Linked DNA regions of Mus musculus: regions 1 and 3 are each linked to region 2. A link is a contact called in public promoter capture Hi-C data. All regions are on one chromosome and are shown on one strand. The core of a region is the stretch at or near the end of the contact, and the rest is flanking DNA. Distances in the headings are between cores, read along the strand shown. Region 1 holds the start of Sik3 (SIK family kinase 3). Region 2 holds the start of Usp28 (ubiquitin specific peptidase 28). Region 3 holds the start of Sik2 (salt inducible kinase 2).

What was found. Promoter capture Hi-C pulls out the DNA fragments that hold promoters and counts their contacts. Capture Hi-C pulls out chosen DNA fragments and counts their contacts.
Region 1: a contact with region 2 is called in a promoter capture Hi-C map of pre-B cells. The contact joins the promoter of Sik3 here to the promoter of Usp28 in region 2. A contact is called at or near these places in 2 of 39 promoter capture datasets (embryonic stem cells and pre-B cells).
Region 3: a promoter capture Hi-C map of adipose tissue shows a contact between it and region 2, with 5 times the contacts expected there. The contact joins the promoter of Sik2 here to the promoter of Usp28 in region 2. A contact is called at or near these places in 3 of 39 promoter capture datasets (erythroid cells, liver and pre-B cells), 1 of 484 Hi-C or Micro-C datasets (erythroblasts) and 1 of 9 other capture datasets (adipose tissue).

What each region holds. Positions count from the first base shown.
Region 1 is chr9:46,010,195-46,014,568 of GRCm38.p6, forward strand. Sik3 (SIK family kinase 3) reads left to right here and starts at 2,626. Exons shown (of 25, transcript NM_027498.3): 1 at 2,626-2,936. The coding sequence starts at 2,664. It also overlaps a transcript of Pafah1b2 not described here.
Region 2 is chr9:48,984,115-48,988,376 of GRCm38.p6, forward strand. It overlaps Usp28 (ubiquitin specific peptidase 28), which reads left to right and starts at 1,271. Exons shown (of 25, transcript NM_001359739.1): 1 at 1,271-1,423. The coding sequence starts at 1,367. It overlaps Gm51673 (a long non-coding RNA gene), which reads right to left and starts at 1,015. Exons shown (of 3, transcript XR_003948157.1): 1 at 714-1,015; 2 at 302-390.
Region 3 is chr9:51,006,519-51,011,150 of GRCm38.p6, forward strand. It overlaps Sik2 (salt inducible kinase 2), which reads right to left and starts at 2,555. Exons shown (of 16, transcript NM_178710.3): 1 at 2,223-2,555. The coding sequence starts at 2,357.

The DNA.
Region 1 (4,374 bases), core at 1,376-3,875, 3.0 Mb before region 2:
AACGCACTGAATGCACACCTTCTCACCCCATTCCACAAAGGCAAGGAACACCCTTATCTGGCTATCCTATACTCACTGCTAGGGAACCAGCAGGATAGGTCTCTTTGGAAATTAAAGCAATGCTCCATTTTCCTAGCTCCTCCTCAAGGCTTTCTTGAAGTGAGGGGTGGGGTGGGGGAGTGATACAATGAGAATTTGAATAAGAGGTGCAGCTCAGTTGGTAGAGTGAGTGCACAGTAAAGCATTATCACGGAGCCCCGAGTTTGATCTTCAGCACTGCATGAGATAGGTCAGGACATTGCTGGGCAGTGGTGGCGCACGCCTTTAATCCCAGCACTCGTTGGTGGGAGAGGCAGGCGGATTTCTGAGTTCGAGGCCAGGCTGGTCTACAGAGTGAGTTCCAGGACAGCCAGGGCCATATAGAGAAACCCTGTCTCGAAAAACCGAAAAAACAAAACAAAACAAAACAAAAACAAAAACAAAAAAACCCAAAAAAAGACAGGTCGAGCACACCTGTAACTCCTGTATTTGGGAAGTGGAAGCAGAGAGATCACAGATTCAAGGTTGTCCTTGGTTACCCAGAACTTCTGAAATCAGCCAGGGCAAAATGAAACTTTGCTTAGCTGGGTGTGGGTGTGGTAGCTACAAGCCTTTAATCCAGCACAGGGGAAGCAGAGGCAGGTGGATCTGTGTGTTTGAGGCTGGCTTGATTACGTATTCAGTTCCAGGATATCCAGGACTACATGGAGAGAGACTGTCTCAGAGAGAGAGAGAGAGAGAGAGAGAGAGAGAGAGAGAGAAAGAAGAAGAAGAAGAAGAAGAAGAAGAGAGAATTTGATCAAAACAAACAAATTTTCCAATTATGTCTAAATGTCTAAGAGTGGAAGACACTCTGGGTGCACAGCCTAGACAAGAGTGGCTTCAGTACTGATTCTAAGCCTTCCAGAGAGAAAGCTTGTTTTTCTTTGTCTTACCAGGAGAGCTCCCCACCTCCAGGGAGATGGTAAACCTCATTCTGAGGTCCAGCCCCTAAGTTATTGGCTTTGCTAGATTCCAGCAAGGGCCATGAAGTTGTAAGGGCCACACCCAATCATTCATCTCAGATTTCGTAATCTCACTTGATGAATAGGTTTAAGCAGCCTAAGAAGCAAGGTCCACTTCATCCCTGTCTTTATTTGCTTGTAAAGGAGCCAATTAGTGTTAATTGTGCTGGCAATTTGAAATAGCCACCAGGGAACTGATTCAAGGCAGTTGTGGGATGACCCCTCTGTCCCATCCTAGACCCAGCCATTACTTATGTCACATGGGGGGAATCAGAACATTGGGGAAAGACCTGTGGTCAGAAAGGGTAAGCATGTATTTCCTTTCTCACATACCCAGTGACCTGGATGTCACTTTTTGATACTGCACAGAGATGTGACAATACTCCTGTGCCATGGAGGGAGATACAGGTGTGGGTAGAATAGCACTGGATACATGAGATACAATTATATAGAGGAATGCACACAGCCTTCTTCCTTCCTTTTCTAACGGACCAAAGGCTATCTCTCCTTTACAGCCCAATTTCCTATCCCCACCAGAGGCAGATAAATCAATCTACTTAATAAGGAAGGAGGAGGGGGAGAGGCTCAGTTACAGCCCAGGATGTGGAATGTCAGATAACAGGAGGGAAGAAAGAGGGATATGAGTTTTATTGCAGGGGTTATTAATTTGATCACTCTTAATGTCCTTGGAGAGTCATTAGTAGGGATGGAATTTATATTAGTTACTCGTTTTGCTTAACGGATTGCTCATCTTTAAGCATGACGTGGCCCTGAATGCAACACACTTCACCAGTACTAACCCAGCAACAGAAAACGAGTGAAGAGATTCTGACCAACTGGCTGGAGAATTGTTCCGAGTCAGGGGTGGCAGGAAGGAAAATGACGGTCCTTTTCTGGCCCTCACCCACCCAAAGACTGGAACGCATGTTTGGGATGGGTTCAACATCCTTGAATATGCAAACTCTAATTTCCGCACTCTTCTGTGTTCGATGACTTATTAGATTGATTGTACGAAGTGAGCTGGGCTTTGTAAGAGTTTTTGCTGAACAATTCCCCTGCCTTGCTACCAACTTGGTTACAGTTGCTTAAATACTGTAGCTATTCCTGCCTCTGTGGCCTCCAGGGCTAAAGTGGGACAAGGCTGGTATTTTTGGTGACGAGGAAATCCTTTTAAGGGAGGTTTGGTGATGACTGAACTGGGACACAGGTCGGAGCAGGGATCCCATCAGCGAACCAGGGGCCATCGGGAGTCTGGTTCTGGGGTCTCCCCATCTCATATCCCTACCTCGCTAGGCGCGGCGGAAGCTTAGAAGTTGCTGCTGACCCTCGACGTTTTCAATGCCTGTTCCCCAGAGGGGGGCACTAGGGAGCCGGCGCCTCAGGAACAGGGACCCACGCGGGAAGGTCGAGCTCGCCCGGTGAGGTCACGGTTGCCATGGCTTCGGGCAGTGACGCGCGTCCGCACGTGACGCGCGGTTGCCATGGCGTCGGGCGCCCGGCGGCGCGGGAGCCCCGCCTCCCGGAGTGACGTCTGTCGGCAACCCCCCTCTTTCGGCCCCCCCGCGCCCCCTCCCCCCCGGCCGGCTCCCCGCGGCCCCGGAGGTTTCACTGCACAACAAGATGGCGGCGGCGGCGGCGAGCGGAGCTGGCGGGGTTGCCGTGGCCGGAGCAGGGGGAGCCGGGCCGGCCGGCCGCCTGCTGCCTCCGCCCGCCGCGGGGCCCCCGGCAGCCCCCGCCGCAGTGCCCCCGGCCGCCGTCCCGGCGCGTCCCACAGCCCCGGCCTCCCGCGGGTCGATGGCCGCTCGCATCGGCTACTACGAGATCGACCGCACCATCGGCAAGGGCAACTTCGCTGTGGTCAAGCGGGCCACGCACCTCGTCACCAAGGCCAAGGTAGTGGCGCTGGGGACCGCGCGGCTGCGGGCTGCGCTGCCCGGGGGGCGTTGCAGCAGGGCGGTGGGGCCAGGGGAGTCCGCGATTCCCCGGGGCTCGGGTCAGGGTCAGCAGTGGGGACCGGTGCTGGCGGGAGAAGGCAGGGACCTCAGAGCGGAGGGGTTCCGGAAGGGGGGGCTCCGGGAACTTAGCAGCTGGACATCGGAGAGGTCCCCAGGGCTGTGCGCAGGGTCGGGGGGGGGGGGTGACTGGAAAGGAGGCGTTGGAACTCTCTGGGGGCCGGCGGACTGCACGCCAGGAAGACTCCGGAACCAGCAATTAGGAAACCATCAGAACGAGGGCAGGGGCATATGAAATGTGGACCACAGGATGGGGGAGACGCGCAAACTGGCTGCCTCAGGCTTCCCAGGACGGCTGGGGCATGGGGCTGAGGGTGTGCGGTGGGGTGCAAGACACCGGGAAGAGAAGGACCTGGCACCTATACCAGAGAAAGGAATCCACGTTTGATTATTTAAGACGGGGAGATGGTGTCAGTTGTAAGCCTGAGGAAGTATACTTGATTATGGGAAGAGTCAGTGAAGAAAGCAGGGAAATAAGGGGGAAAAAAATGGAATGGACCCATGACCAGATGTCCCAAGGCTCAGGGTTCCTGGTGACACTAGCTAACCAAGGGTTAAACAATTTAGGATAAGATGGTTTGCTGGTTATTTTTAGTTGTCAGAGGGTCTGAAATGGTGGGCTTTTTAGAACTCGGGGTGGGCTTTTCAGTAGGGAAGGGAACCGTGGGATTGGCACGACAGAATTCCACTCATTTGGGCCCTTTGGTTCCCAAGGGATTTGAGGAGCTGTAGTAGTGAAACTGGCCAAGGTCAGTTAGGAAACCATGTATGTATACGCATGTAGTATATTTTTTAAAGGACTCAGAGGGTAGCACTTTTACCTATCTTTCTTCATTGAGAGTATCAAGGAAAATCATTCAGTTTTGATGGAAGCCACAAAACCCATTTGAATTCCCAACTCGTCTTTGCTCAATACCTCACTTAAATGGATACTTTTAACGTAGTAGTCATTCCTTATATTTAAAACAGTAGCTTGAGTTTTTCTTCCGCCTGGCTAATGAAAAACCTTTACTACCTAAGCATGCTCCTCCGGGAGACCCAGGACTCCCCTCCCCTCCTCCCCCTGGCCGCTGTTTACCTTAGCCTACCTTGTTTTGGCTTTTATAGCAGTCCCTCCCTGCCAGGACTTATCTGGGCCTCGTATCCTGCTTATTGGCAACCTGAAAGTTCCTTTCCTTGCCTCTCTCTGTCAAAGACTACAAGGGGCCCTTCTTCCGAGGGTGGCGGCGGGCAGAGTGATTGGTCAGTTTCACTTCCTCTGGTGGGACCCCTTCAAGCCTCAAGTCTTCAGAGCCCTGTGACAGACTCAAGTGCGCCCT
Region 2 (4,262 bases), core at 21-2,520:
CAGCGCCACCCTGCAACGGCACATGTGGCTTCCCACACACAGGACCTCTGGAAGAGCAGCCAGTGCTTTTTAATGCTCTTAACTACTGAGGCATCTCTCCAGGGCCCTCCCATTCTAATTTTATCAAGTCTAATGGTTCTGTCTTCAGAGAATCCTGACAAGGATGGACCTGATAGACACAGGTCCCAAATTTATTCCACATAGGAGACTAAGGCAGAAGTATAGAAAGTTCAAAGCCAGCCTGGGGAACTTAATGAGATCATCTCAAAGTGTTAAGTTTAACATGGCAGTAAAGACTTACCATCATTTGACCAGGTGGAGGCAGAGGACCAAGAATTTAAGGCCAACCACGGCTACACAGTCTGAGGCAAGTCCAATCCACGTGACATCCTGTTTCAAAAAAAACCCAAACCAATATCACCAACAATAAGAACCCTCTTCCCAAACATTAAAAGGGGTGGTAGGTGGCTTAGTGCATGAGCTAGAGTCAACACAGCTTATTACACACATGGCCTGAAAACGGGAATTTGGAACATGGGGCAACTGTTCAGGATTAAGACACGATGCTGAGCTCTGTGAAGGTCCTGGCCATTCAGTTGTCTTTATACAAACCACTCGAGTCAGTCTACGTTTCTCTTCGCGTCCCCAGATTAGGAAATGGCTAAGAGGTCTGGTGGGAAAATCTGTCAGCAGAAGGAACCCAGCAGCCTTACCAAGCTTATGGGGAGCTGGGGGCAGGCTGGACGCAGATGCAAGGCTCAGCAAGCGCGGGATGGAGTAAAAAAGGAGTCTTGGAAACCCAGAGGCCTCACCGCCCACTTCCTGGGCACCTAAGGCGGAAATAGCAACAGCTGGCGAGGCGACGCTGACCCCTTAGTTTGTGCCCGGCTGCGGTCACGTGGGCCAGAGCACGCGAAGACGCCCCGCCTCCGGCTCACGCAAACCAGGGGCGGGCGCGTGGGTGACGCCTCTGGCGCACGCTGCGGGCGTGAGCAGAGTGTATGGGCGGGGCCACCGGGGCTCTAAATTGGCGTGGGCGGAGCCTTGGGAGAGGGAACCTCGGCTGTGTGGGTGGGGCATGTAGGCGGGGTCTCCGGCGCAAGCCGCAAGATGGGTGGGAGTCGGCTGGCGGGGGTGGGGCATCCAGCGAACGCCGTGGGAGGAGCCTCTGCCGCGTGCTGTGGGTGGGGAGTGTTGGGAGCGGGCTGGCGTGGGCGGGGCTTCCATCGCGCGCCGCGGGCGGGGGCGGGACGTGTGGGCGGTGCCTCCCGGTGCTCCCGGGCTTCGGGGGCGGTGGTGGTGGCGGTGGCGACCGCGGCGAAGACGACAACGAGAGTGGGGCTACACGCGGAGGGACACCACGGCCATGACTGCGGAGCTGCAGCAGGACGACTCGGCGGGGGCGGCGGACGGCCATGGCTCGGTGAGCGGCGGGTGAGGGTAGCGGGGCCCGGGTTCCGGCTGAGAGGGGCGCGGCGGGCCAAGCGGGCGAGGGCCGACAGAGGCCGGGGCCTGCGGGCTAGGGCGAGAGCAACCCGGTCTTCCCGGGACTTTGCGAGGCTGGGTCCGCGAGCCTGTGTGAGGTTGCCTGGGTGTATAAGCCAGCTAAGGTTCCGAGCGGGATTGTGGGACCCGGTGCTAGGGACCCTAACGGGAGGGGTTGCACGTGAGATCGTAGGCAGCGAGGTCACCCCGAAGTGTGCACCGGGCCCGACCCAGCAGCTAAAAACTTCCCAAAAGCACGGCCACGGTGCCTTGTTCTGACTCTCAAATCAGTTTTATGGCAGTGGCTTCTCTGAGGCTAACGCAGACTTAAGTTATCTCACTTAAAGCCGGCGTTTATCAACAAAGTGCAAAAAAGACCCGGAGCCCCACTCCTCCCTTTTCCCGCCCCGCTTTTCATTCAGTTCTTTTTTTCCCTCGGAAACAAATCAGCTTCCCGAATTATCTCATTGATCACTGTAGGTTTTGAAGGAGGGGAGAGAAAAGCACAATGAATAGAAGGCACTTTACTATGTTCCTAGTAATATAAAAAGGTTGAAAAATATTACAAGGCTCTTAGGGCTTAGATGGTGGGCCTTTAGTAACACTGATTTGGAAAAAAAATCAAAAGGCTCATAATGTCTTTTAAAGAAACTTGGGAAGTGGGCAATTTGAGACTGTCATCCAGTTTTACTTTGGAATGTTATAACGTAACACAACATCCTCGTCCCTCAAGAACTGCACTTTTTAAATGACAAAATGGAAAACCTATACCAAGGATTCAAATACCGAGTTTGCAGTCGAGAAAATTTATAAAATATTTAGAATAAAAATTTGAGATACTGCTAAGAAAAACTCTATAATTAAATTCTATAATTAATGTCTTCTATAGTTAAATTTTAATAATTTGAGGTGCTGAGGATCAAGCCTAGGGCCTATCGCATGAGATAATCAAGCACTACACCCCCAGACTACAAGTTTAAAACATAGCAGGCTCTTTAAAATTCATGTAGAAAAAGATATCTCTAAGTCTTGGCCTGTAAAATGAAAGTAGGTGGATTTTTTTTTTTTTTTTTTTTTGGCGATCAGATAAAAATTGTTTATTACTCAACAGTGTCTTTTGGACATTGGGTCTGTATTTTTCTCTGTTTTCCTCCCCACAAGTCTACTTGTGTTGGGGACAGTGACTTATAAACAGGTGGTGAGATTTGGTTTTGAGACAGTCATATTGATACTATTTTGAGGGAGAGCAAGTCATATTTAAATTTGTTCTGGGCCCGTCATTTAAGACCACATGCCTTTCGATCAGTGGTATTTTCATTTACCTCTGTCACAGGCTGCTGAGGAGTGACCGGTAGTTGAGCACTCTCTATTTGAGGGTTTGCATGTAAGGTGTTTGAGCATTGTGTATAAAGTCAGAGCTATTTTGGGAAGGTTTGGCACTCCCAGGCTGTGGCTAGCTGCAGTAGCCTGATTCTGGGCGGGCGACCTGCGGAGTGATGACATTTACTGGTTAGTATTCCCAGAGATTTTGCCCCAGGCTGACAGATGATAAGCTTTGAAGGCTTGATAGCCCGTTGCCCTTTTTTCTCAGGTCAGGATAAAATGCTTGAGGCATGGGTTACCTTGAAGGTGTGGGTGCTGCATAACTTTGACATTTCATGAGAGTATTAATAACTTCTTCCTCTTGATAAGCTCCGTGTAGGACGGATTCTTTCTTTTGACTTCACAAGGCTTTCTCCTTTCCCTTAAAAGATGTTTAATATAGTTGAGAGGAGCTATCCTCCCCCGACACTCAGGAGCTATTTAAAACTTGCCACGTTTTCCCTTCCCCAGTTGGTCATTTGTACAAAGGACAGACAAAACTATGTATAGGCTCTCCAGGATTTCAGTGAGGGCTCTGGAACCCGAGCCGACACTTGGTTATCTTTGAATCCCCCAGACTGGTGAGTTAAGGACACCTTCCTGTGTTTTAATCAGTTCTCACCTTAGGTAAAAACCTGCTGGGAAGTTTTCTGTTGGAGTAGGAGAAACAGCTTGAAGTCAGTTTGCTTCTTAGGAACCTGATGCCCTTGACTCGTTGGGGGAGGATTCAGGACACACAATCCCCTCCCCCGCTCTCCCACTTGGAACCCAGGGCCTCTGCATTCTAGGCAAGTGCTGCTTCCTCACTGAGCTTTGTTGTGCTGGCTGTTTCGGTTGGTTCTGATTTTCCTTCGAGGTATCTTTGTGGTTTTTGGTTTGGTTTGGTTTTTGAGACCAAGGCTGGCCTGGAACTTGGGAGTTAGTCATCCTGCCTTAGTCTCCCAGGTGTACTTAACTCCTGTCAGGTTGTGAATTTTTTTTTTTTTTTTTTTTTGAGTGTTAGAAAGTTGTAATCTGGCTCCCCAACTCTCCTGCTCTTTGAGCCACAGTTATTGTGCACACAGAGAGTGCTGTATTTTGAGCTCGTAAACAGATAATCTCTTATCAGGTGGCCCGGTGCATTCTGTTTCATCAAAATGACTTTTTGTGTAGGTGTTTTTGAGACAGGTTTTCTTGTAGCCCAGACTGACCTTCAACTTTGTAGGGGAGGATGACCTTGACCCTTGAGGCTCCTGTGTCTGTTTTCTAACTGCTGTATATAGGCTTGGGCTACAGTACCTTATTATAATCAAAGACATTTAAAATAATGCCAACACTACAAGTAATAACTAACACACACACACACACACACACACATACACACACACACACAGAGACACATGGTCTCCCTGTAACCCAGGCTGCGCTCCTGAGTG
Region 3 (4,632 bases), core at 1,305-3,804, 2.0 Mb after region 2:
TTAACTGTTCTCATTTTAATTACTGCGGAATGTTAAACAATGAGAATCTAAAATAATGCAAAACAGTTGAAAATTTCACTATTTTATTTACAGTTTGCACGACTGTTCTATTTATCAAAGATACAGATATTTAGTAAATAAAAAAGTTTTTCCTAAAGAAAAAAACTCACTGAAACATTATTGGAAACTGAGTCCATGATTTTACTAAGCAAGTCTTCATGTAACTTTCTTATAAAACTTCAGAAAACCATTTTGCAAACTAAAACACCTACAAAGACTTTTAAGTATAGCAACTACTAGACCATTTCTATGCCTTAGTATCAACAATCACAAAATTACCACAAAATGCTCAGCCTTATGTTCTGTCAAAACAGAAAAGCACAAGTGAGGTGGAATCTATCACCTAAACGTTTAGCTTTTAACATAAAATAATTTTATACATATATACTACACACACCCCCTTTAGCAACTGCAAGAGCTTTCGTGAGCTGACAGGTGTCTTCAATCACAAATATAACTGATCTGACAGTCATAGGCAATGTTACTCCACAGTGCCCCCTAGCTCGCTTCCTAAGAAATATCAGCTTGAAAGGGACACCATCAGAATTGTCACCCTGAAGAGAATGTATAAATTGCCATCAGCGCCACTGAAGCAGCTCTGAGATACAACTTTAACTAAACTCTATCTGACAACAACTGACCACTAACTATTGCTAATAAGAAAAATCGTGTGGATGGATTTGTTATCCAACCACACAACAATGTAACCAAAAAGTTCAGACTCTCTCTGTAATGTGCTATTTTTGGCAGTCATTGAAAAGGACTCATAAATACACCCATTTAAGATACTTCCTTTTAATTTAACGTCGAGGTAAAGGTATGACATTTGGCCATAACTCTTTATAAAAACGAAACACTTTAATCATTACAAAAATGCTGGGGTCAAATTCAGCTATGCAAAAGTTTGGTAATGTCAATATACTTATCATTATAGCAATCTAGATTCATAACACTGGTAAATTTGTGAAAGGAAAAATTTTGACCTTGGTACTGATGCCCTAAAGAAGAAAGATTTAAGTGGTGTGTCAGGGATTTGTGAGGCAAAACAAAAAGTGAAGACATGTTAGACATGTCCTCCTTCTTTATGGAAATGGACATGAAGCAAAACTTTTAAGTACAACTGCTAAGAAAACAGTAAGGCTTTTAAATGCCCTTTACCTTACATAAGCGTAAGTCATCCTGGGCAGGGGGTGGGGGTGGAGGTCCTATAGTCAAAGATTAGAACGTTCTTAAGAACATAGTAGGAAAAAAACCCGAAAAGGATGAAAACTGGGGAGAGAAACTGAAAATCGGTGAAACTCAAGTGGCAATCACAAGGCAGAATAGAGTACGTCAAAACCACTAGGTTGTAGACTAAGAAATGGTTTTGTTTCGATCGTTTTTTTTCCAAGGTATTTAATTTGCACGTCTTAAAATAGAGACCCCGAGGAGAGCAGCTTGAGGCAATGGAAGGAAGAGGGTGGGCTAGGTAAGAACGCAGACTTGGGGAGAAAATATGTACAGTGCACGGAGGGAGGATGCTGGAGAGTCAATGTCAGGACGCTGTCGAGAGCTGAGTACAGTCCATCTGATGTGGCTTAAGGAATGCGTGCTCGCAGCCAGCATGCACACCTGGTAAAGGGACAACCCCAGAGAACGGTGCAGAGCTGAGATGACCATTTTTAACCAGCTCTATTGTCTGGTGTATTTGCTATACCTCCTGCAAGTGATCAAGCCAGCCAAAGAACCGTTTCAGAGACCCTGCGGGCCCAGAGAAGATGGACAGCGGCCCGTCCGCACCAGTCCGGTCCGCGTCACCCCCTCCTCGCCGGGCAGAAGAGGAGGGCTTGGTCCGGGCCGCGCTCCGCGTCCGCCGAGCCTGGGAGCTGCTGGTCCCCTTTCTCCGGCCGGCGACGTTGGTCCCCGCGCGGCCCCGGAGCACAGAGACTTCCCCTCCCACCCCACCCCCAGCCGAAAGCCGGGAAGACGCGGAACTTGTGCTCAGGAGCCGAGGCCACAGACCAGGTTCCCGGGTGGGAGAGTCGGGACGGAAGCCTGTGTGGCTTCCCGGGGACACCCCACACACACTCGACCTGCACCCCGCGGTCCCCGCAGTGCCAGGCCCGCCGTCCCCCGCCCGGGGCGCAACCGCGCCACGCTCCCGCCGAACCCCGGGGCCGCACCTCCGTCTTGGTGATCCGGTGCCGCCCCAGCTTCACCACGGCAAAGTTGCCCTTGCCCAGCGTGCCCTCGATGTCGTAGAACCCCACCCGGACTGGCCCGCGCTGCAAGTGCCTCGGGCCATCCGCCATGACCATGCTTGGCCCCCGCTGCAGGACACGGCGACGGGAACGCGAACGAACTGGCCGGCAAGAAGCGGCACGGAGCGGGCAGGAGGGCGTCGGGCGGCGCGCCTGGGCTCTGGGCGACGGCCGCGGCTCTCGCTCCGGCGCTGCTTCCCTCCCGCCCCACAGGGCCCAGCCAGGCGCGCGCCGGCGCTGACGTGAGCCGACGTCAGGGGGCCGGGGCAGGGGGCGGGGGCGGGCCTCCACCGGTCACCATGGCTACCGCAGCCGCGCCGACGTCGGGGGCGGGAGGGAGGGGCGGTGCGCGGGTCGGGCGGGCACGAGGCTTCCGGCCGCGGCGAGGCCTGAGAAGGCTGAGGAGGGCGTCGCGGCCGGGGGCGGGGTCGCCGTCCGCCCCGCCCCGCTCCTCCTGCCTTCCAGCAGAAGCGCAAGAGCGAGCCCTGGTGGGCCGTGCGGAGGATGCACTGGGCCAGTCTCCTGGAGGGTCGCCTGGCGGGCGCTCTCCGCCGGGGCAGCCCTTCCCGCCAAAACCTCTTCTTCAGCGGACTGCAGCGCTAAATTTGGAGCCCGAGGAGCACCGTGGCTGAGCAATGCATTGCTCACAGCCTCTTTTCTTTGTGTTCATTTTAGCTCCCTTGTCAGTACTAAATAAGTCTCTCCACTTTTTGACGTCTAAATTCCTACTCACAGCAGTCGGTCACTTGCAGAAAAAAAAAAAAAATGTCAGCGCTAAAGAGACCCCAGAGATGATTAAGCCCGGAATTTGGAATTGCTAATGGGCTTCGGAGTCTGGAACCTCTGAAATGTAGGTTGAGCATGTTAGTTGAGCATGTCTCTGTGGAGAGGTGACCCGGTATTATCCTAAAACGCTTTGGGAACTTGTAAACGGTTAAAAAGTATCTAATCCGATTTGTTTCCAGATGACGCAGCAGGCTGCCAGAATGAAGGGAGTTGCCAACGTCACACAGGTAATGCTAGAGTTCTAATTATAACCCATCACACCAGTCTTCCATATGGTGACCTAAGTAAACACAACATTTTAATATCTTGAAATATATTATGTGTGTCCAGACCTTGGTTCCTGGGTACCCATTGTCCATTAAAAGAAACGCAACTCGTTTGGGAGTAATGACAGCGGGGGCAAGTATAAGATGCTCTTGAAAGATCTAATATGAGTAAACCAGGGGATTCCTTGTATACAACAGGAAGAATATGTCAGAAGCCAGCTTGAAGGGGCCCACCAGTGCCAAATCTGAGCCAATCTAAGTATCAAAAACCAACAATTTTGGAAATACACTATAACACACATTACTTTTTATTTTGTGTAAGAAGTCAGAGGACAGGATGTGGGAGTTGGTTCTCACCTTCCACTCTGTGAGTCCTAGGGGTGGTTGCTGTAGGTAACTTTAGCCAATGAGCCATCTCTTAGGCCCTAGTGTTTTATTGTTTTGGGACTGTTGTTTTTTTTTTTGTTTTTGAAACATCATCTCACTATGTAGCCCTAGATAGCCTGTAACTTGCCATGTAGACTAGGCAGTCTCTTGAGTGCTGAGATTAAAGGCAGGTGTCACCATTCCCAGCCTACATTAAAATCTTAGAAGGAGCTCATACTTCATTTTGTCACTTTACTTTTTTTTTTAGACAGGTTCTCAGAAATATTGTATATGTGATAAGCCCCCTTAAATGTCTATGCCCTCCCCATCTCATTCAGGAAACTCAAACTCAGAACGGTACCCATGCTAGGCAAGTATTGTATCACTGAGCTATGTTCCCAGTCAGGATAAATGAGAAGAGGATGCATGTAAAAATTATGAAATCACCATTTTGTGGCTGTTATAGTAATAACTGGCTCAGACAAGAATTAACAATAGTTGTTAAAGTCATTGGGTAAAGTTTGGTTGGGGAATAGGGTATTTAAACAGTCTCAAAATATCTTTGGAATAAAAAAATCATTGGGAAGGATTAACAAAAGATAACAAATTATAGTGAAGAAATCTGACAGTCAATTTCCTGATAGAATGATCCTAGTTAGCAATTGGAATAAAATAACACACAGGGCCCTCTGATCTGAAGTACCCAGGACATATCTCTGAAGTGATATTACTTTAAAAGTACATATTCTGAATCTGTCACGAAGAAACAAAGCAGAAAAATGTAAACTGCACACATCTATCCCCTAATTACCCAGCATGCTTAAAGTTGCCATTGTCGTGAAAGAAAGACTGCAGAAGAATTTTAGATTTAAGGTCTTAAGAGACTTGCCACTAATGCAGCACATGGTCCTGGA